Linked DNA regions of Mus musculus: all the other regions are linked to region 3. The links are chromatin contacts, called in public Hi-C and promoter capture Hi-C maps. All regions are on one chromosome and are shown on one strand. Each heading gives the region's core, a stretch centred on a gene start, on an enhancer-like site or on the middle of the called end of the contact. The rest is flanking DNA. Distances are from core to core; before and after follow the strand shown.

Region 1 (3,256 bases), core at 280-2,779, 4.3 Mb before region 3:
TCCTGTAAGTGTAGTTGTGCAATATGTAAGCTTTACAGACTTTAGTTTAGCATCAGTTTCTGCAGACTCATTCACTCAAGGCATGTTCATCAACACTGGGTAGTATCTACAGGCTGTGTGCACCAGCTTCCTTACGCACTTATAGTTCCATTTCCAAGGCTACATTATTATTATTGATTTCAGGTACTGGAAGAGAGGAGGAAAATGCAGTGACAATTTAGGAAACCATTAAGCCATTTCACTGGCATCCAATGAGCAGTGGGGCTTGTCCACTTGAATACCAAAGAGTCAAGTTCACTAAGTGCTAAGACTGAAATCATGGCTGGCCTTGATGCTAAGAACCAACAAAATGAGTAGTTGAAAGAATGTTTTCCTAGTAGTACTGTTTTCTTTTCTTTTTTTTTTTTCAATGTCACCATTTCACTCACACTAAAGTGGGTTAAAATTGTAATATATGGTATCAGTGGAGCATGTTATCCACAGAACTGGGCATTTGTGAAACAACTATGCCTTGGATCCAGTTGGGTTAGACAGGGTTTCATTACATAGACATGGCTGGCCAGGATCTGGCTCTGTAGATCAGGCCGGCCTCCAACTCCCAGGCATACTTCTGCCTTCTGCTTTTAAAGCTACCTGGTGTCTGAAAGGGGGTTTTTAGGGTGGCATTTGAGAACATGGACCTTTACCCCAGCCTTGCTCTTCTTAACTTGGAATTAGAATATTATATTTGAATTAGAAATGGCTTGTTCTCCCGAAAACCCAAGACCTTTTGCTGACTTCTTCTGGTTCTCCTCTTCTCCACCTGAAATTACTTTTAATTTAAAAAATAAAAAATAAAAATACAGGGTCTCACACAGTCCGGACTGACCTCCAACTTAATGTGTATCTGAGGTTGACTTTGAATTTATGACTCTGCTTCCATCTCTCAAGTGCTGTTGACTGCAGATTTTTCCACCACACTTCTACCAACCGAGCTACATGCCCAAGCTGGAACTTTTCGTTTTTAATAAAAGAAAATCCGCCTAGGAGTGCACAGTGTCTCTCCAGTCCGCTGGCAGTATAACGAGAATAAGCTGCTCCGCAAACGAGAATATTTTAAGAATTAAAACAAAACAAAACAAAATAAAACAAAAAGCCTCTTAGTGTGTTCTAAGTAACGGCAGTGAGTCCCTCCTCTCTGCCTCTAGCTCTGGTGCCATCCTGGAGCGCACTCGTTGGGTGACTTCCGACCCGCTGCTGCAGAAGGGGAGGCTCGTGCGCTCTAGGTACAAAGTTCGAAGGCTAAGCTTGCGCTCGAGCATGCGCTGCATGATCCCCACTGCTTGACAGCGGGCGACGAAGGCGCCAGAAGTGGCGTAGAGAGAGAGAGAGAGAGAGAGAGCAGATCCCCGTCTAGGATCAGGTTCAGCACACAGCACCTACAACCGAGAACAGCGCCTCCTGCCCGGCGCTGCCAGCCAAGCCGGAATCCAGCGGAAATGACGCCCGCGCCAGCCGCCGGAAGCGGTAGCCGCCAGAAACGTGTCCAATGGGAGCCCGGGAGCGGCAGGGGGCGTGGCGGCGCGGGCCTCCCGCGGCTGCCGGGGCGGTGACGGGCGCGGGCGGCCGGGCGGGTGGCGAGCGGGCCATGCGGACGGCTGGAGACCCGGGACCCCACGGCCCTGCGCTCGTCCCTCGCGCCGCGGTAGCCCGGAGCCCGCGGGCCTAGCGGCGGCCTTTGTTCCCGGCGTCGCCGTCTGCCGAGCTCCGGCCGGCGCGGATGCAGCTGCTCCGCCTGGGCTCGCGCTCGGGGCAGGAGGAGGAGCGGCGGCTCCGGGCGGCATGCGATGGGGAACTGCTGCTGGACGCAATGCTTCGGGCTGCTCCGCCGGGAAGCGGGTCGGCTGCAGCGAGCGGGCGGAGGGTAAGCGGCAGCGCAGGCCCGGGATGCCCGGGATGCGCGGCCGGGGATCGGCGGTGGTGGTGGTGCCCGCCGCCCCCGTGCAGGCTCCCTGTCCCTGAGGACTTACCTCGGGAGGTACGATCTCCTGTAAGCACCCGGCACTGCCTCCTGGACACACCCTGCTTTGACTTAACGCCAAAGCTTCTGTCTCTGTGTTTGGTCTTCCTTTTGGGCCTTGACAGAACAGGTGAAAATCTGGCCCCAAGGTTGATGCCCCAGGTGCATTTTAAATAGAAGTCACTTCTGCTCCAGGCTCTGGTGAACTCTTAGGTAAAGAGCTGCAGGATCGCAGTGCACACTGGCCATTGAAGCGACTGGTGCGGCTGTATGCGAATCCTTTCATAGCAATAACTTAGAATTTTGGAGAGGAATACCATGCTGTGATTGCTACCCTTATGCTCGATAATCTAACCAAAATGTCACCGAGCAGCACGTCTCTTGTGAGGAAAGTGGGATATGCTTCAGATTTTTCTATCCAATAGCAAAATTGTGTGATTACTGTTGTACCTTTATTTCCTAGAATAGTGAAAAAACAAAACAAAACAAAAAACCCGGGGGCACATAGCATTGATGTTGATTTTATTATTCCTAAGCATTTTTCGGGAATTAAAACCTAGAATCAAAAAATCTAAGCCAGCCAATCTAACTAAAGAACATATCTGTTTTGAACTTTCTTAAGCATGGTGCCCAATTTTCAGCCAATAGCTTTGTATTGGGAAGCTTTCAGCCCACACAAACTGGAACCAAGTGATTTGTAATTCGAATCTTTGGGTCATGAGTGCATTATAAAATGATTCACTAATTAAGCAGTGTGTCAAAGTAGTGAAGGTGTTACTCTATGCGTCCCTAGAATGGGAGGGGATGGACTTAAAACATTTCTACTTAGTTTGGTATTTTGATTTTCCTGATTTCTGTACTTTACTTTGACAGCTGTTGTGCATTGTGATCCAAAATCATGTTATTCCAAGTACTTCGTGAGTGAACTCGTTTGTGAAGCTATGGAAAGGGGCTCATGGAAGAACTGGACATTACAACATCTTTGACTTTATTATCATTCCTTGGAAGGCTTAACAGTCAAACTCTGGGAGGGAGTGCTTTGAATTCTGCGGTAGACAATGTTTTTGTATTTGACTTTGGAGTACATTACCCGGGTTCTGTAAGAACCTTGGGTATTTTTTTTTTTAACAGTGATTTTACAAATGATATCTTCATTACACACTATTCATTAAAATTGCGGGTTCTCCTGGCTCAGCCCAGGCTTGGCAGCATAGGAGAGGCTAGCAGGGTGAGATCACGTGAGGCATGTGATCCTTG
Region 2 (3,497 bases), core at 587-3,086, 4.4 Mb before region 3:
TTTTTGTGAGACACTGAGTACACAGAGAGAGAGAGAGTGTGTGTGTTAGGTGTGAGCAAAAGGGACAAGCTTCTGCCTAGCCCAAACAAAACAAAACCACTTTTTAAAATAAGCCTGTAAGTCCCTGCCTATTTAATTCCTTGGCTGGGCCTAAAGACATTTTGGGTACTAGTCTTTTCTTTTTTTAAGGTTTATTTATTTTATGTATCTGAGTGCTCTATTGCATGTATACCTGCATACCAGGACAGGGCATTGGATTCCATTGCACATGGTGGTGAGCCACCATCTGATTGCTGGGGATAGGACTCAGGATCTCTGAAAGAACAGTCAGTACTGTTAACCGCTGAGCCATCTCTCCAGCCCCTGAAGGCATTTTAAAAGAGGCTTTCCCAAACGAGTTACTCGTCTCTGGGCCTATTTGTTAAATAGGAAATAATTTCCATCGACAGTCTGATATACCAGCTACACCATAACCTTTTCCTCAATGCACGGATTAAAGGAAAGCAAAACCATTCGTTGTTTTACTTTCATGCCCCCCAGTTTACCCTTATATGATGGGCTAGCAAGAAAAAAGAAAAAGAAACTCGATTTCTCTCTCTTACCAGTCGCTGAGAATTTTTAAACCATTTCTAGAAATGCACACTACGGCAGAGAGACCAGGAAATGAGCCCAGGGCTCCCACAAGCCACACACACTAGGAAGCAGAGAGAAATAGGCATGGTCACTCAGAGATGCTTAGGGAGAGGAGGCAAAAGGGGAGGAACAAGCGACAGAGAGCCTGCATTCCTTCCTAGGCACAAGCAGCCAACAGCACACCCAGGCACAGCTGAGCGCCCGCTGCAGCTGGTATGGAGGGATACTGTGTGTTTGGGTGGTCTTTCACACTCCCAGAACCTCTTACATGTGCCCACACCTTCATGCACACAGCTCCCTCTCATATGAGCTTCTTATTCTCAGTTGCCCTCTTCTGTATACCTACATCCTCACACAAACTTTCAACACCTATGATCTCCCACACTGTCCTGTCACAAAAGACTCTGGTATACAGTCTTCCACAATCTGTTGTGTACAGGCACACAATTAGACACAGGCTTTTATAATACTCTATCAGACAGGGTCTCATGCATCTAATGGTCTTTTTCATATAATCTCCTGTAAGCACTTGGTTACAGTCTGTTACAATGTTTCTTACACACACTTTCTCACAACACATAACTTCCTCCTCCTCCTCCTCCTTCTCTCTCTCTCTCTCTCTCTCTCTCACACACACACACACACACACACACTAAACACAACATCTAAGTGTGTGTATGTGTGTGTGTGTATAGTTACTCACACACAATCACACATGGGCTCTCACATGCATTAAAAACCTGTCAGATACAATCTCCCTCATGCACCTATGGCCGATTTCATACATAATCTCCCTCATGTAGTCTGTTACAGTGTTCCTCACCTCTGACACTCTCTCTCTTCCTCTCTCTCTGTCTTTTACACATACACACACACACACACACACACACACACACACACCACAGGATATCTGTCTGTTGTGTACAGATAGTTACAGATACACAATTTCACAGATGTCATATACTTTAATAGGTGTCAGACACATACAACCTCCCTCAGGAGCCTATGGCCTCATTCATAGTTTCATGCACTAACTGGAATAATGCTACACCTCCCTTGGTTCCGCCCCTCCCTGGCCCCGCCCCTCCCAGTACCCTGCCCAACCCACCAGGTCCCGCCTTCATTGGGCCGCGGTCCGCTATGGCCCCGCCCCTCCTCCCGCCCCCGCCCCCGGGGTTCCGCCCCCGAGCTGGGGGTGGGGCGAGCGGCTGACAGGAGGGGCGGGCGGCTCCTGCACTTCTGGCCCCCAGGCCGGCGGGCGCGCTTCTAAGGATTCCCGTGTGCGTCGGGAGTCCCGGTGTGGCCAGCGGCAGCCGTGCGGGCGGCCGGAGTCGGCGGTGGGATGTGCTCGGCCAGGAAGCTGCTGCGGGGCGGCGCCGGCAGCGCCGGCGGGGAGTGCGACGAGGACGGGGCGGCGCCGGCCGGGCGGGTTGAGGAGCCGGAGCACGGGGCGAGCCCGCGGCGCCGGCGGCCGCAGGACGAGGGCGAGCAGGTGAGCGCGGGCGCGCGGGCCGCGGGGTGGCGGCTGGGCACGCGGCGAGCGGTTGACGGGCGGGGCCGGGCTCGGTGGAAATGCCCTCCGGAGCCTCACCTCAAAACCACCCGGCAACTTGCGCTACGTGGGCGCGCCGTGCGCTCGAATTCCGAGCACTGCACGCGCCCTGGACGGGGTGGGCGGACGGCCCGCACAGAGGATCGGGAAGCACGGGTCGGTGCCTAGGTGACACCGGGACTCTCCCAGAGCAAGTTTCACAGCACCACCGAGCAGAGCTGAACTTCATTTTAGAAGTGGAAAGGAAAAAAAAAAAAAGAAAATTGCCTGCTGTGAGCACCAAAGGGAAGGAAGCTTTAGTAACAGACATAATAAGGAAACTGGGTACTTTTAAAGTTCTCAGAATTGGATATCATTGAGAAGACTAAGGGAAATTATAACATCAGATATCTGTAAGACTAGACTAGCAGTTGAATGTAAAGATGGAGTTCTACGTGGGACGATTTTTTTTTTTTTTTTTTTACAGGCAGTACAGTAATTAGCTACTCAAAAATCCCCCAGATACAAAGACCTTTAGAAATCACATAAGTAAGCCTAGACTTCTGGAATCATCAGTTAATAATACCTGTAACTTGTCCTCTAATATCACTAAGTACATTAATAACTAAATACATTAATAAAACCCATTACTTAAGAAACAAAAATAATGCTAATGTGGGCTTGATCACCGTGTAGACAGTAATTATTCATCTATGTGACAATATAGGAGCCAGTGACTGAAGCAAATAAATTGGTAGCTAGGAGATCTTGCTGGTGCCCTTGCGGGCGGTGTTCTTACCAAACTGTACCATGCATGTCTCAATAGAGAAGGTCTTGATTTCCTCTTACTCTTGCTCAACTGGAAAACACAGCCAGCAACTAAAACTCCCTTTCCAAAAGTAAATGTGCAAATGGTTGTAATGGCATATGTGAAATCCTTCCCTTAACCATCTCTGGACCTTAGCAATACAATGACATGGACAGCGCCAGGAACTCTAGTCTTACTGATATTGTTACTAGAACAAGGAAAGGGGATGAAACAAAAAATTAAATATACATTCTAGAGAATAGATACCCTATCACATGCCTGCTTCCTCTATTGTACTATGAAATTTCATTTTCCTGCCTGCTTCTGCATGTTGCTTGTGTCGTTGTAATTTTGCTACATACTTTACCTGTATACTCTTAAGTCCTCACACTCATGGAAAAAAACACACCTGAGATCCTACTATATCAGCACCTGGGAACTTCTTATCAGGAGCTCAGAACTGGTACAGCCCAACTCGATAATGCAGAAAGCAAACTTTTGTGATCAATCGTTTGGCAACAGTAT
Region 3 (3,318 bases), core at 123-2,622:
GTAAACACGAGTAACTTCCAGACACGTGAGTAGAGGACTGACAGCACACTTGGTATTTAAGTAATCTGAACCGGTTCTACAAGCGACTGTGTTTTGTATTACTGCGAAGATATGGAAAATGTAGTGCATTGCAATTTAAAGTAATGTTAGTACTTTTCCATGCAAATTTGTGTACATGTGAGAGGGTATCCATTTGGTTCAGTGATTGTTCTTTAGAGAGTTGTTTGCTAATCATTGACTGTAGTCCCCAAAAAAGCCTTATGAAAATGTTATGCCCTGTGTAACAGCAGAGTAACATAAAAACAAAACTACATTTTGTAAAATAAAAAACCTGACAGGTGCAGACAGGCACAAAAGAAAAACCCACGGAAAGATGCAGGCTACCATCTACTGGCCAGAGAAGGAAGGCCCTTAATCTCGGACTTCTCAGCTCAGGACTAATACAGACCATTCTTAAGGACACCCTCAGAAGACCATCCAGAATGTAAATGAAATGTTTGGGCAACGCGCCGCGGTTACTTGAGCCTTATGATGAACTAGTTCTTTCAATTCAGTAGTGATTATTTTAAGTAAAATGAGATAGTGGGTGAGCGAGCTGAGGTTCACGAACCCCTCTAGGTCCTTCAAATGCGAGTATTGTCTCCAATGAATTCGTTCCTACTGACTCCTGCACGGTGTTGCCCTAACCGCACCCTTCCCAGCCTGTAATGATCACAGCTTTCTAACTAACATTCTCCATGACGACAACTGTCATCTCCATACTCCATCACTAAAGGCCCTCTATTCTGTCTCATAGCGGGCTGCACGCGGGAGTGAGATATGCCTTCCTCCCGGAAAAGCCGAGGGCCGGGCGGGTCTGCTCGCACTGCCCAGGCTTCCCGTTCTCCCGGTTCGAGAAACCTTCCGGCGCGCTGTGTCGGGCAAAAGTGAGATCAGATCAAAAGGGCAAGCGGAAGGGCGCAAGCGGAACCATCAACCCCGATGGGGGCAGAGGAGCCGCCAACAGCTCTCGGGGACAAAGGGCCGGCGCCATAGGAAGTGATGCCGGGGGAGGCGGCAACGAAGGGACCTTAGACTTTGGGTCCCAGAGAAGAACGCAGCCAAGAAGAGAAAACGCGCGCACCGCCAGAGCTTCAGCCACGAGACTTCTGACACCGCGAGAACTGTGGTTTCAGCTCGGCTTTTCCCCGCCCACCTCCACAGCCCGCCCATTCCTGTGACGCACGCATCGAATCCGGGCCGCCTGTACACCAATCAAAGTGACGAGGCGCGGGAGAGCTCGGAATGGGCGGGAAAGCCCCGCCCCTCGCGCGCAGGCTCTTGGGAGAGCGTCACCCGGGCTATAAAAGCGTGCGCGCACCGTTCAGAAGTCTCTTTGGCTGCGATCCGCCTACGAGTATGTAGTTGTATGGTGGGGATGATATCTTGGGCCTTATTTGTGAGTGGCCGAGATGCGGGAGACACAAGGTGGCTATGGTGCTGGCCGAAAGCCATCAACTCTGCAAGAGCGCCGTGAAGGTTAGCGCGACGACCACCATGTAAAGCCGATACGGTGTTGGGCGGCGTGACGCAAGTTCGCCACCGCTGGGTCGGATGGTGAGTGACACCTCTGGGGTTACACTAGATTTTTGGGCTGTGAAACTCCATGTATCTTTGGGACCTGCCGCCTGTGGCAGTCTCCCTTCCTAGCCATGGAAGAGCATGTTCTTGTTATTGGCAAAGCTGTCACCATTTCATTGGTACCAGATTCTGACTTGAGCAAGTGACATTCTAAGATTGTAAGAGTCTACACGACGCTAGAAAAATGGACTTCAGTTTTCTAAACTAGTATTGAAATATTTCTAGGAAACGCCGGGACCCGTTGCTGTTGAACAGTGGAGGAAGTGTTAAGGTAAGATTCATTTTTGTGGTGTTTTCGCGGTTCTGGGTAGTGAGTGGGCCTTTACTGTTAGGGTGAAGTTTGCTCTTGTGCTGACATTAACATAAGTAAACAGCCCGTAGTATAGTCACGGATATTCTGTAATGGGCCTTTTTTTTTTTCTTGCAGGTACTGTAGTGGTTGAGATCGTCTCTGGTCAACTTACAGGGAATCTTCGCTTTTAATTTTTGAAAATTGAATATTTTATATTAAATAAAAGATGTTTGGTGTGTAATAAGACTGTGTCCTGTTTCTGGAGGTTGTGTGAATTAAGAGTTAACGATACAGGAGACATTTGCGCAGGAAATAACTGGGTTAACTAGGCTTCCAAAGAAGATAGGTTTGATTGTTACAAAGGTGCAAGATAAATGTTGGCTTGGAACATGAGTGATTAATAAGCCACAGACGGTTGCCCTTAATGAAAAGTATCTTTTGCTTGCTGCTCTCCAAGCCTTCTAGTGTGTGCCATTCAACTTCAAATCTCCAGAAGCCAAGTATGTAACACCAGCTAGGGGGTGTGTTGTGACAGGTGCTGAGGGGATACTTGTGACCTTAGAGGCTTTTGTGTCTGGGATTTGAGGTACTGAGACTCACACTCAAGAGTATGATAGGCCTTATTTAGGGAAGCTTAGGAACCAGGGGGTGATTCCTCTGCACAGAGATTATTGGGATCCAAATTCCCACCAGATGTCTCTGGGCCTTCATTCCTATTTAAAAAGGGCTGCTGTAAGGTCATGGTTCCACAAGTGGTCAGTAATTTGTATGGCCTCTTAACTGCTTGCCATTTCATGTGTTAGGCTTTCTGGTACATAAGGAGAGCCTCTTTAAAACATTTGTCAGGTTAGTCTCAGGAGATCTGAACTTACTTGAAGGTACCAGTAGATGGCGTACTTTTTCATGGTTCAAAAGGCAGAATTCAAGTTTGACATCTGCCTACTGTTCTAGAGAAATGATTTTGATAGTGAAGATTTGAACTTAAGAAAATGATGTGCTGGTCTTAGTGTAGGTAAGATCAAAAAGGTTAAATGTGGGCACCTAATCAAGGTTCCTAGCCCAAATTTTGTAGATTTAAAAATTAAAACTAAGATTTGCTAGAATTTCACCTTACATAAAAATTGTAATAGGCAAGGATAAGACCTGTACCCCTGAACTACTGGGTTCTCTCAAATTCAAAGGAATCGCAGGCTTGTCATTTCTGGCATGGTGCCAAGTATGAAGACTGAATGGTTACTGTTTTACTATTTTCTTGAGCTTTCCATAAGTTACAGACTGGTGACACTTTTTATCCAAGGTACAAAGGCGGGGACTCTGGTATAAACTCCAGGAGTGTCTTTGACTCCACATCCATACCCCCAGGAAGTCACCCCATACACAACCCAGGACTCATCAGGCTTTTCACA
Region 4 (3,397 bases), core at 697-3,196, 3.7 Mb after region 3:
TGAATAAGCTAGCTGGAAGATAGCGTGTTTAGCCTTGATACACTGAACATAGAGGTGACCCATGTCCTGACTGGAGAGTGAGATGGAGGCGATTTCATTATGCTTTACCTCAGAATGGTGCAGAATTTTAAACTATAAATCATGTCTAGATTTTACACTTAATATTTCCCAGCCACGGTTTACCACTGAACAAATGGCTTGAAACAGAAACCTCAGGTAGATGTCCAGAGGAGCCTATTGCTGTGTGCTGATACATCAGCATCATTCCCAACTTTAAACCCTTATTTCTTTACTACATTTTAAAATCTAGTGCTTTATGTGTCTTGCCTTGCGAACTACCTCACATATTTCCTACCGAAGTGTTGACTTAAATAAGCCAGCATATTGACTGTGCTGTGGTTTGCCCTTATACTTTATTAGAAGACCAACAAAAGGTTGTAGTTTAGTGAACATCTGACACTTGACAGAAGTTCTGCTCTTCTTGACCCAGATTGTCTTCCCTGAGATAAAACGAGAACCAATTATCAGTGTTGATTGTGCCAGTGCGAAGAAGATGGAGAATGCATCCTGGATCCCCTCCCTCCCTCCCTCCCTCTGGGAGCATACAGATTTAATTGTTGAGTTGAAACTATGTGAACAAAACCACAACCCATGAAAAACTATTATTAATGGAAATGATAATGGGGCCTTTACGTATCATAAGTCAAAAGTATAGATAGAAGGGAGGTGTTGCCGGAAATTAGATTTTTAAAAAGAATCGACAATCCCTAAGGCAAATCAAGACTATTTGACCAGGTGGTGGCTTGGAAACGTTCTTAGAGCAACAACAGTGCACATATGTGTGTGGTTGTTGTTGATTGCCTTTGAAACAAGGTCTCACTAAGTTTCTTCATCCTCTGGAGTAGCTGGGGCCAGGTTCTGACTTATCTTTTAAAAATAATATACAATCTCCCATTTAGTGAGGTGAAATTCCAGGTGGTAAGGGCAAGAGGCTTCTTGAAGGGGACGCGGCAGATCTGGAGGAGGTATGGAGGACACCTGGACAGACACAGTTGGTAAGTGCTGGAGGAGGTAGGGAAGAGCAAAGGGTGGTGCTGGCATTAGTGGCATGCCGGGAACATTTTCCGAAACCAAATGTTGCTGGGGCTATGATACAAATACATTAAAGAAGAACGGAAAACATGTTCTATGATATTAAGACCTTTAGTTCTATGGAAAAGTGATTTTTGTCTAGGCCGTTTTAACATTTTCATCCCCTGTAACTAATGCTAACTCAATTGGCCTCCTCTTTCCATATCCCCAAATGTTGGAATACAGGAACGCTTTCTGCCACCTCGCTCGCTCAGCGTGTGGCCATTCCCATGTAGGGATCTTGGAATATATGTTTTTCCTAACAGATGCACAAAAATTACCAACCCACATGAGAATCACCTTTTCTTCCTCTTGGCCTGATTGATTCCAGGTTTGTAAGCAAACACTAAGCTGGTGAGCAGTCCTTAATTAGGAGATGTTGTTATATTTTCCTAAGCAATGGATCTTGACCAGGGGGGTAAGCTCTTTGAGGATGAAGAATTTGTAAACGAGGTCTAGGATGCAGCTATAAAGTCTTTTTCTCTAGAGCTGAGAGGGCGAAGGGTGCCCGGGCCGGGCCTGGGATTGGTCCTTTGTGGTAATAATGCAGCTTGAGGTTGGAAGGAAGAGTGGAAGCAGCCTGAGAGCAGCAGGGTTGCAGTCCGGGCTAGCCTGAGGCACACACGGTGCAGGCTGCAGGCTGTCCCACTCACACCGCCCACGGAAGAGAAAGAACCCAGGTCAGCCAGCCACTGCAGCGGGCTCGTCTCCGAGGGCGGGAGGCAGTGCGCGCGCGGGCGGGCGGGCGGGCAAGCGGGCGGAGGCAGCCAACGGCGGAGGCGCCCACTCCCCCGGTCCCTGTGCCCCGCCGCTCGTCTCCCGCCGCCGCCGGGCGCCCGCGCGCTCGGCTCTTTCCGCCGCCGCGCGCTGCCCCGTGCGCTCCGGCACCTTCGGCAATTTCCGTCGGGCCCTGGCCGCCATTTTCTCGCCGCTTGTGTGGCTCGCTGGCTGCGTGGCTCGGTTCTTGGGAGCGAAGCTTTGTCCGGTTCGGCAATGGACGGGTAGGTACCGGGAGCCCGTGAGGAGATGGGCGAGGGAGAGGAGGCCGGCGAGGCGGCGGCCGGGATCCGGGTCGGGTCGGGTCCCGGGAAGCGGGGCTCGGGCGGCCCCTCCCAGGCCGCGCCGCCGTTACCCAACCCCCGCCCCATCACACACACCCCTCCCCGGGCTTCCCTCGGCCGCTCCGGCTACCGGCTCGAACCGCAGCCGCGGCTGGGAGGCCGGGGAGGCCTCGGGGCTGCTGTGGGGACGCGGGGCGGCCCGACTGCGGGGGATGGGGCGGGAAGCCCGGGGCGGCCCTGCCCCCTCGGGAGCCATGTCGACGCCGCGGGGAGACCCGAACCCTGGGGTGGCGGCGGCGGCGGCGGCGGCGGCGCGGGCGCGAGCGGGCCAAGCCGCGGAGGCCTGTGCGGAGCGCGAAGCCTGAGCGAGGCCCGCCATCCCCGGCCTCGCCCGAAACGCCGCGGCCGGAGCGCCGAGTGGGAGCTGCGGGGAAGGGGAGGGCGCGTGGCGGCGGGAGGGAGGAGGGCACATGTCACACTCCTTTGTTTTCATCCGAGTCTGGGAGCGGGGGCGGGAGGCCATCGGAATGCCTTTACCACCACCACAACGACAACAACAAGAATTCGGGGCTCGGCCCACAGGGCCCAGAAATTAAGCCATAAACAAAACCAAACCCCCATGAAGTGTTGGAGAGGCAGCATCAGTCACATGGGCAAAGGCCACAAGCCACGCAAGGCAGACAACAGATAATCCACACAGGGTTGGCCTTCCCCCGCCCCCTACTTTGATTAGTTTCTGGAGGAAAAAAAAATACAAAAATAAAAACAAACACCCCCCCCCCCACACCAGCCCCCCAAGCAAATATGGAACATGGATCAGAGTCGTGTTGCATCTTTGGAGAGGCTGGGCGTGAAGACCGGAGGATGCTGAGTGAGATGAGAGAGCTGTGAGAAGAAAAGAGGAGGCTCACCAATGTCGCGCCCTTGTTAACTCCACATCCCGAACGACCCAGTTCAACTCATTGTTCAGAGAAGGGGGCCACAGTTCACAGCCCACAGAGAGGAAGGGGCACGAAAAGAGACCCAGTGAACATGAACCTTTATTAAAATTGAGGGTCTGGATTTGACGAGTCTAAGAAAGTAAAATCCGAGTTTATTCAATAGGTTATCAGTCTAGAGTTAGTTATCTGGTGTTTTAGAAGAGATAATAAAAAGGCTTTAAACATCATTGCCACAAATTACCTTAATGGGATATTATTTACCAC
Region 5 (3,622 bases), core at 610-3,109, 3.1 Mb before region 3:
ACTCTTTTTTGCACATGAAATTTGAAAACAATTTGTAATTCACACTCACAAAACACCAAATGCTCATAGCAAACCCTGCAAAGGACCGAGCTGGGGAACAGAAGAAAAAAAAAAAAAAACTGTTTATTTCGGTAGGAAACATAATTAACGTGGTTCCAACTAAGTAAATATGGCGATTGTTTTCATTAAAACATAAATCTCGAGCTCACTGGTGTGCTTTAACAGGTTCTGGGGTAAGGTGATTTCTCTCTGCCTGGTTTGGGCTTGGGGGGAGGGGAGAGATTTAAATTAAGCTGCTCTTCCGACATACTCCATGTTTCAACAGCAGATCATCTATAAAGATATCATTTTCATTTGATTTAAAAGTGCTCACACTTCCTTTTATGCAACTGTAAGGAAACCTACAGCACACACACACACACACACACAAATGCATCCCTTCCCTGATAGTGGAAATTAGCGATAGGTTTGGGGTTTGATGCTCGGTAAACCAACACTCCCTCCTGACTGAGTCTCTAGTTGCCCCTGTGCAGATCTTCAGTAGGTACCCTGTCCCTCCTTAACATCTCAAGGAAGTCCTGCCACTTCAGTGGAGGAGGTCGTTTTACACAAGCTAGGCTACCCTGGGGAAACGCTCTCTCGGGCTCTAGGGCTTTCCTCTGCCTGGATAAATAAATCCTCTCAGAGACGATGTACACCTAAATCCTAGAATGATGGTGAGCGACTCATCTTAGTGCAAAGAAGGATAGCGGATACATGGCAGGGACGTGGGTTCTGTTGGGTGGCCCTTTTCCTGAACGGAACAACTACTTGGATGCCGAACCAGACTCTCCACCAAGCCAAGTTGAACTTTCGGCATCGATAAATATGGCACCATCTCAGAGAGCGAGTGTTCTCTCGTTAGCTCATCCGAACCTGGGTCAGATCGCAGATACAGCGCGGGCTGAGCAAGAGACATCTATTTACCAAAAATGTGATAAATGTTGCATTTTACATGCATCTCCTTTCCTCTCCGAACACACATACACACACATTCGCACTCGCGTGCGCGCACACTTCTCAGGATGACAGCTACAACTGCAGAGATCATAAATTCACTAAGTCCCCCGTGGAGAGGTGGAGGACCCGAGAAGATGGGCTGGGAATTCGGAGCACCCGCCACAGTAGGGCAAAGGTTTCCTTCCCTGTGTGCCCCACCCGCACCAAGCCAGGGTCCGTCTCCCCGCCTCGGCCCGCAGGCTCTCTATCCCCACGAGGGAGACGAGGGGTCGTGGGGAGGAGGAGATGCCAGGCAGGGACGCTTACTTTCCGAGCTCCTCAAAGAGCTGATACTCGTCGGTGAACCGGGTGCAGGTGGTGGTCGAAGCCATGGCGGGGTCTGGACAGTGCGACGGGCGACACGCGAACAGACCTGGCTTCCCGGGACTGGCGCCGCCGCGCTGTCACCCGGGGCCGCCCTCACTTTCCGTGTCCGAAAGTAGCTCGCCGGCGAGGGAGTGCGCGCAGGGGCGGGGCGCGCGGGGCGAGGTGGCCAGACCAGCCCGCTCCGCGATCCCTTGTCCTCTCCTCCTCCCGCCGCGGTGGCCGGGCCGAGGGCTCCCGAAGGGGCGGGGGAGAGGTGTCAGGAGGGGTTGCCGCGGTCACCGAGGCCGCACGGAGAGCTCAACGCAGCGCCCGGAGTGGCGGGCGGCAGCGGCCGAGTGAACACCCAGCCGGTCGTTCCAGCGGGCAGAGGAGGCGCTGGTGGCCCGCGCTCCCTCCTCTCCACGGGGCCGCAAGGCTGGGAACCCGCGGGGCGACAGAGTGCGCTCGCTCGGCTCGGGCGAAGCTGGCAGCCGCGGCTCCTCCCCGGCGCCTCCTCCCTCCTCTCCCCGCCCAGCGAAGCCCCCTCCTCGGCGGCCCCACACCTCCCTCTAGCGACTCCAGCCGCGTCCCTTCGGGCTGCTCTCCCGCAGCCGTCTAGGGAGACCGAAGGGAGATGCGCGGAGCAGCAGGGAGCGCGCTTAAGGGGACGGGACTGAGATGTCGCAGTGACCCACGAAGGGCGGAAAGATGAGAGACCACTCGAAGCTCCCACAACCCGGATGCCTCTACCCGGGCGGGATGGCCGCGAGGCCGGGGAAGCCGAGAGAGGGAAGCAACCCTTGCATCTGGGCGCGGTTCGCGTTTACTGCTCCCAGACCCGGGTCCAACGTCCCCCGGCTCGCAGCTACTGCCTGGGGCTGCCAGCCTTGGCCACCTCTGCTGCGCCCGGCTGTCCCTTAGCTAGGGGCAAAGATGGTCAGGGCACCACGTTTCGCTTCAGTTTTTACTGTCACGTCTTCGCCCTTCTCTCCCCTTTTCCCGACTAGGGCGATCCCCATAAGCATTTGCTTGATCATAAACTCTAACATAATGAAACCCAAAAGTGCACCACTCTGCCACACCTTCCTTCCTCTCCAGAGTAACTCCCCTGTAACCTCAGCAAGTTCTGATAGTAAGAAGGCTTCTCGCGAGATGTCCCACGCCAGTGGCGAGGGGGTGGGGCGGTAGGAAGGTTGGCTGTGGGTCACGCGACCCAGAGGGGGCTGACGTCATTAGCGTCACGTGAGCGTGCCTAGCCTGTTTCGCGTTGCCGAGGGAGAAGGGAGAGGGAGGGTGGGAGTTCTTTACCTGCATTCTCAAAGAGCAGGCCAAGTAGGGGCACAGGAGTGTACTCCCTCAGTGGCTATCTGGAAAACCATTTAAGAGTTCAAGAACGTGTGTACAGTTAAGCATATCTGACACTGTTGCTTAAAAATTAGCATGGAGAAAAAAAATTAGCATGTAAGATGGGTTAAGGTGTAAGTGGTGGCTAAGATCATTTCTGAGCCTTCTTTTCACTTCTGAGTCTTTAATAAACGAGGCAATTGCAGATTTAGAGGCCTACGGAAAATAGAGACGCATCATGAACTTTTAAAAAATTTTCTTCAGACTGTTGCTTTTTGTTCTACAGCAGGAAACCATAAAATCCTGCATTTCTATTGCTTATGTGCTCGTGCTTAGAATCACATCGTGCACTTAAAATTTCACAGTGGGAAGATGATAGATAACTTTCAGTTAGGGAGCCTGTACATGCTTTTAGGGCGGCTATAAGTTACTACTTTGCAGGTTCTTTTATTCCCTGTTCTAAAGAATGCTGAGTGGCCTTTGAACTGAAGTACTCAGACGGCCATATAATTTTTAAATGCTTTTTTTTGTTATAGATTTTGCAAATATTACTCATACTTCTAATAGCCCTCTCCCACTCAACACAAGAAAATACTTTTTGAATTTAGTCATCATTCAATGTCTGCATTGTTTTGCCCATGAAAATGTCATTTACTGGCCTGTTTTACTATAATTTTCCCTTCAATTTTACTTACATCATTTGATATTCTGCCCACGCACTAGATTCCTAGTGCTGATTTTTGACGTTGCCAAGCACGTGGGATCAGCACACGTCCCGCTTTGTCTTGTATTGTTCCTACCTGGGGGCCTCTGCTGTTCAGTTGTCATTGTGGGACACCCTTGGAAGCTTATTGAAGTTCCTCTGTGGTTTTTATATAGCTTTGATTCCTTTTTGTTTTTAAAAGCAAATTTTGTTTTTTATGTCCTTAAATTT
Region 6 (3,644 bases), core at 927-3,426, 4.3 Mb before region 3:
TTTTAAATACCAAATACACAGAAGGCCAACAGACTGCAGTAGTAACCATGTTTGTCTTGGGAAGGGGAACCAAAGGGCCAGGAGAAGAGAGATTTCTCAGGGCACACCAGGTACAGGAAGATCTGTTCAAATATCTAACAATTTTTTTTTCTTTACAAAACCCATAAGCCATCATATTTTTGTGGAATAAAATAGAATTAGCGATAGTAAAGTATCATTTGGCAATGCGTGTGTTACACAGTATATTACTCTGTTATCTGACATCACAAAGTTGTCAAACATGAACATCTGGGGAACAGTAATAATCGGTTAACAAAGAAACTATTATAGAACAAGGAAAGAGAGGAAATGAAAAGCTACAGACAGGAGCCAAAGGCATGGCTCTTCACCCCCCCCTACACACACACACACACACACACACACACACACACACACACACACAATTCCTCCAACCCCCCCCCCCCCAACTCTCCAGGCTTAACCCTTTGCGTGCTGGATACCAAGATGCACACACTCACCTGAGAGTCTTCCAGTGGCCACAGCTAGATCAGGACTCCTGAGCCTTGTCTCCTCTCCTGGGAGAAAAAAGAGGGGTCTGTGTCGGTGTGTTAGGTACACCGCAGCACTGACAACCCAGCTGCGCACGCGGGACAAGCTGCTCCTAACTGACCCCTGTGTCCTGTGAAACCAGTGAAGGACTACCGGGCTTTGTTTTTGCACAAGGCTGATTGGTTGCAAATACCACAGATGAGAAGCTACGCAGAGATGTTTTTACTAAAATGAGCCAGGTGTCCAAACGGTTTAAAGGGAAGTTTGCACGGCTCCCCTGGGTAGGGGTCACGCATGCCATCAAGGTTTCTCACGTTTTTAGAATTTGCTGTAAATGGAGGTTCCTCTGAGTCGATATGCTAGCGATTGTGATTACAAGAAGGGAGTTTTTATTTTTGCAAAAAAGCTTCTCTTCTTGACAAACACCCGACACCGAGCTGGCAGAAGGGGAAGAGAAACTTGGAAGAAACAAAAGATAATTTTACTCTCTTGCCCAACTCCCTCAGTTGCCATGGCCCCACCGGGTGTCTTAGAAGACATTTGTCCGCGAATTTTACACCAAAGCAGACCTGCACTGCCGACTCAGCAGCCTTTCTGGTTCCCAATCTTTCAGAGAGAGTGGGGGCAACCAAGTACGGAGAGGAGAGCGTCAGGCAAGCTCAGCGCTTTCCAGCGTTGGCGATTCTCGCTCTGCCCACCCTCCACTTCTTATCCCCACCCCGGCCCCACTCCCCTCCCTGGCCGCGGACCCCCCACGGAGCCTCTCCCAGCAACCGGATGCGAATCCTCTGGGAAAATTGGAAAATCCCGGATCACAACGACGCTGGGCTTTCCTGTGACCCGGCTACGGCCGGGAGGTGGGTCTGGAAGAGGCTTGTGCACTCCGGACTGGGATATTTCCCAAGTTCAATAACAGCATGTGACGGCGGGGGACCGGGATGTCGGCTAGTGAGCCAGAATGCACAAGCGGCATCCTTCTAGTTTCCGATTGGATGAAAAGTTTGCAAGAATAGGAGAGGAAAGACATACACACACACCGCTCCCCTCCCCCAGTATTGTTCGGTTCCTCCCTTATTTTATAAAGATCACGTATTTCATAAGCTTAAGATCGCGCTGGCTATATATTTTTTCAACCTTTCCTTAGTATATAGTGCAAGACTGCCTGTAAACCAAGCCAAGGAGAGAGAGAGCGAGAGCGAGGGAGAGGGAGAGGGAGGGAGGGAGGGAGGGAGGGAGAGAGAGAGAGAGAGAGAGAGAGAGAGAGAGAGAGAGAAGCAGGCAAGCGACAGTCCCCCACTCTCAAGCTAAACAGGTGACCAATAGGTACCTGGGGACTTGGAGGTCCGTGAGTCTTGCGGAGCCTTCTGGTGGAAGCCTGGGGATAGGGGTGGGGGTGGGGGACCGTCGCTGCCAGCGCCGTGGGAGCTCGAGGAATCCGCAGGTCGCTGGTCCTCCCACGCCACCGAGCCTCCCACGGGCGCGCCAAGAGCGGCCTCGCGCGAGTGACCTCGGCAAAGCCCTTGCCGGGAGGAAAGCCCCGCAGAGCCAGGCAAGAGGCTGCCGCCGCCGTCCAGCCCTTTTCCACAGGAAGCCCTGCCCCCTGTCGCCTCTCTGAGGTCTCCTGACTGACCGGGTTTGAGTCGCCGGGCACCCGGGGCGACCGCACCTTCTCCAACAAGAGGCAGCTCTAGATGGCATGTGACCCGGGAGCTGGGCTTTGAGAAGAAAGGAACTGGGTCGGTTCCAGATTAAGAGCTGCTGTGGGGTGGTGGACCAGCAGGCAGTTGGAGGACTCGTTGGGGACCCTAAGAATGTGCGCCTGATCTCGGGCCTTGGGAGGCAGTGGCTACTCTCTGCTCAACCCGAGGCGTGGGGAGCGGATGAGAGTCCAGCCAGACAGGATTGGAACCTTCCTCGGGATGCTGCCACCCTGCGCACAAGCCGTCCAGAAGCCTCCTCACCTGTCACTTCCGGCTAACCAACCTTTCTTCGCCCAACACCTAGTGCTGAGTGGTGACAGGGGCAACAGCCTCGTGAGGGTCTTTCAGAGGACCGACTGGATACCCGGACACTAATTTCCGAAGTTCAAGGAGGTTGGGATGGAAATACAGAAGGCAGCTGTGGAGAGAGGTAGGAGAGGGCTTCTATTTAGGGAGAAGAGCGATGGAGAGCAGAGCGAAGAGAACCAGAGTGACTGTAGAAGTTGCCAAGGATGTTCTAGTTGTCCGTTCCGTCGTCCCCTCTGCTTGGGAACCTGAATAGCAATTCCCACAGTCTTTCCATGGAAACTGTTTATTTGTCTGGACTCTGTCCTTAATGTCAGGGGAGGTAGGTCTTTTTCTGGGACAATAAAATGATGTGGCTTCTGCACTGTTGTCAGTCTACTGGAGGGCCTCCCCCCCCCCCCCAATTCTGCTGGGAAGCCTCGGCTGGGAAAGGACTTAAGTACATTTAAGTGAGGCAGATTCCAGTAAGGGATGTAATTTCGTTGGTTAATGATCAACGTTTATTATTCCTTCTTGGAAGAAGAGACAGCCACGGAATCTTCTTTCGATTGAGCTGTATCAAAGCAGGTACAAGATAAGACATTGCCAAGTGATTGTGCCAAATAAACCCAGGCAATAAAGTAACATAAAAATCGGAGTTTCTGCTCTCAGATCTCTTTCTTGTTAACGGTTTTCTTTTTAGACAAGGTTTTGTCATGTAGCTCAGGCTAGCTTCCAAGTCAAGACCCTTCTGCCTCCTGTGAATCCTAGCGTCATGATTGTGCTCCATCTGAACTCTTTAATCTTCAAAGCTGAGTTGAAGAACATGTGAAAAAAATGTGACGAATAAGGGAGTAATAAAGTGATGGACATGGTCAAAGTGCATTAACACAAGTAGAGAAATAACATAGAAACCTTCACTTTATACTATTAATATTTAAGTAGGGGCTATTAACAACACTGACAGAAGATACAGGTTAAAATTCAGGATGCTAGAGGGCATGCTCTTTATTTTCCAGAACTGTCAGGCATGATTGATCCCAAAGAGACTCTAAGTAAGCATGCAGGTCCACATTAGAATCTAATCTCGGTCACAATTGCTTGACCCTG

The links. Promoter capture Hi-C pulls out the DNA fragments that hold promoters and counts their contacts. Hi-C and Micro-C count contacts between places; a contact is called where the count stands out from the background.
Region 1: a contact with region 3 is called in a promoter capture Hi-C map of liver, with 6 times the contacts expected there. The contact joins the promoter of Ap1ar here to the promoter of Snhg8 in region 3. A contact is called at or near these places in 2 of 39 promoter capture datasets (liver and pre-B cells).
Region 2: a promoter capture Hi-C map of pre-B cells shows a contact between it and region 3. The contact joins the promoter of Fam241a here to the promoter of Snhg8 in region 3. A contact is called at or near these places in 1 of 39 promoter capture datasets (pre-B cells) and 1 of 484 Hi-C or Micro-C datasets (CD4 T cells).
Region 4: a promoter capture Hi-C map of pre-B cells shows a contact between it and region 3, with 11 times the contacts expected there. The contact joins the promoter of Ptbp2 here to the promoter of Snhg8 in region 3. A contact is called at or near these places in 1 of 39 promoter capture datasets (pre-B cells) and 2 of 484 Hi-C or Micro-C datasets (CD4 T cells and LSK cells).
Region 5: a contact with region 3 is called in a Hi-C map of CD8 T cells, with 6 times the contacts expected there. The contact joins the promoter of Camk2d here to the promoter of Snhg8 in region 3. A contact is called at or near these places in 2 of 39 promoter capture datasets (liver and pre-B cells), 8 of 484 Hi-C or Micro-C datasets (B cells, CD4 T cells, CD8 T cells and 1 more) and 1 of 9 other capture datasets (adipose tissue).
Region 6: a contact with region 3 is called in a promoter capture Hi-C map of pre-B cells, with 7 times the contacts expected there. The contact joins the promoter of Tifa here to the promoter of Snhg8 in region 3. A contact is called at or near these places in 2 of 39 promoter capture datasets (liver and pre-B cells).

The regions. Positions count from the first base shown.
Region 1 is chr3:127,835,796-127,839,051 of GRCm38.p6, reverse strand. Ap1ar (adaptor-related protein complex 1 associated regulatory protein) reads left to right here and starts at 1,529. Exons shown (of 10, transcript NM_145964.3): 1 at 1,529-1,903. The coding sequence starts at 1,827. It overlaps Gm43653 (a long non-coding RNA gene), which reads right to left and starts at 1,555. Exons shown (of 2, transcript XR_003954551.1): 1 at 869-1,555; 2 at 1-186.
Region 2 is chr3:127,894,662-127,898,158 of GRCm38.p6, reverse strand. Fam241a (family with sequence similarity 241, member A) reads left to right here and starts at 1,836. Exons shown (of 2, transcript NM_027482.3): 1 at 1,836-2,125. The coding sequence starts at 1,976.
Region 3 is chr3:123,506,390-123,509,707 of GRCm38.p6, reverse strand. It overlaps Snhg8 (small nucleolar RNA host gene 8), which reads left to right and starts at 1,372. Exons shown (of 1, transcript NR_028574.1): 1 at 1,372-2,156. Snora24 (small nucleolar RNA, H/ACA box 24) reads left to right here and starts at 1,642; the gene lies at 1,642-1,771. Prss12 (protease, serine 12 neurotrypsin (motopsin)) reads right to left here. Exons shown (of 11, transcript NM_008939.2): 11 at 3,106-3,318. The coding sequence ends at 3,181. It also overlaps the pseudogene Gm9369.
Region 4 is chr3:119,781,937-119,785,333 of GRCm38.p6, reverse strand. It overlaps Ptbp2 (polypyrimidine tract binding protein 2), which reads left to right and starts at 1,946. Exons shown (of 14, transcript NM_001310711.1): 1 at 1,946-2,132. The coding sequence starts at 2,125.
Region 5 is chr3:126,595,188-126,598,809 of GRCm38.p6, reverse strand. It overlaps Camk2d (calcium/calmodulin-dependent protein kinase II, delta), which reads right to left and starts at 1,859. Exons shown (of 21, transcript NM_001346635.1): 1 at 1,306-1,859. The coding sequence starts at 1,370.
Region 6 is chr3:127,788,404-127,792,047 of GRCm38.p6, reverse strand. Tifa (TRAF-interacting protein with forkhead-associated domain) reads right to left here and starts at 2,176. Exons shown (of 3, transcript NM_145133.4): 1 at 1,877-2,176; 2 at 519-575.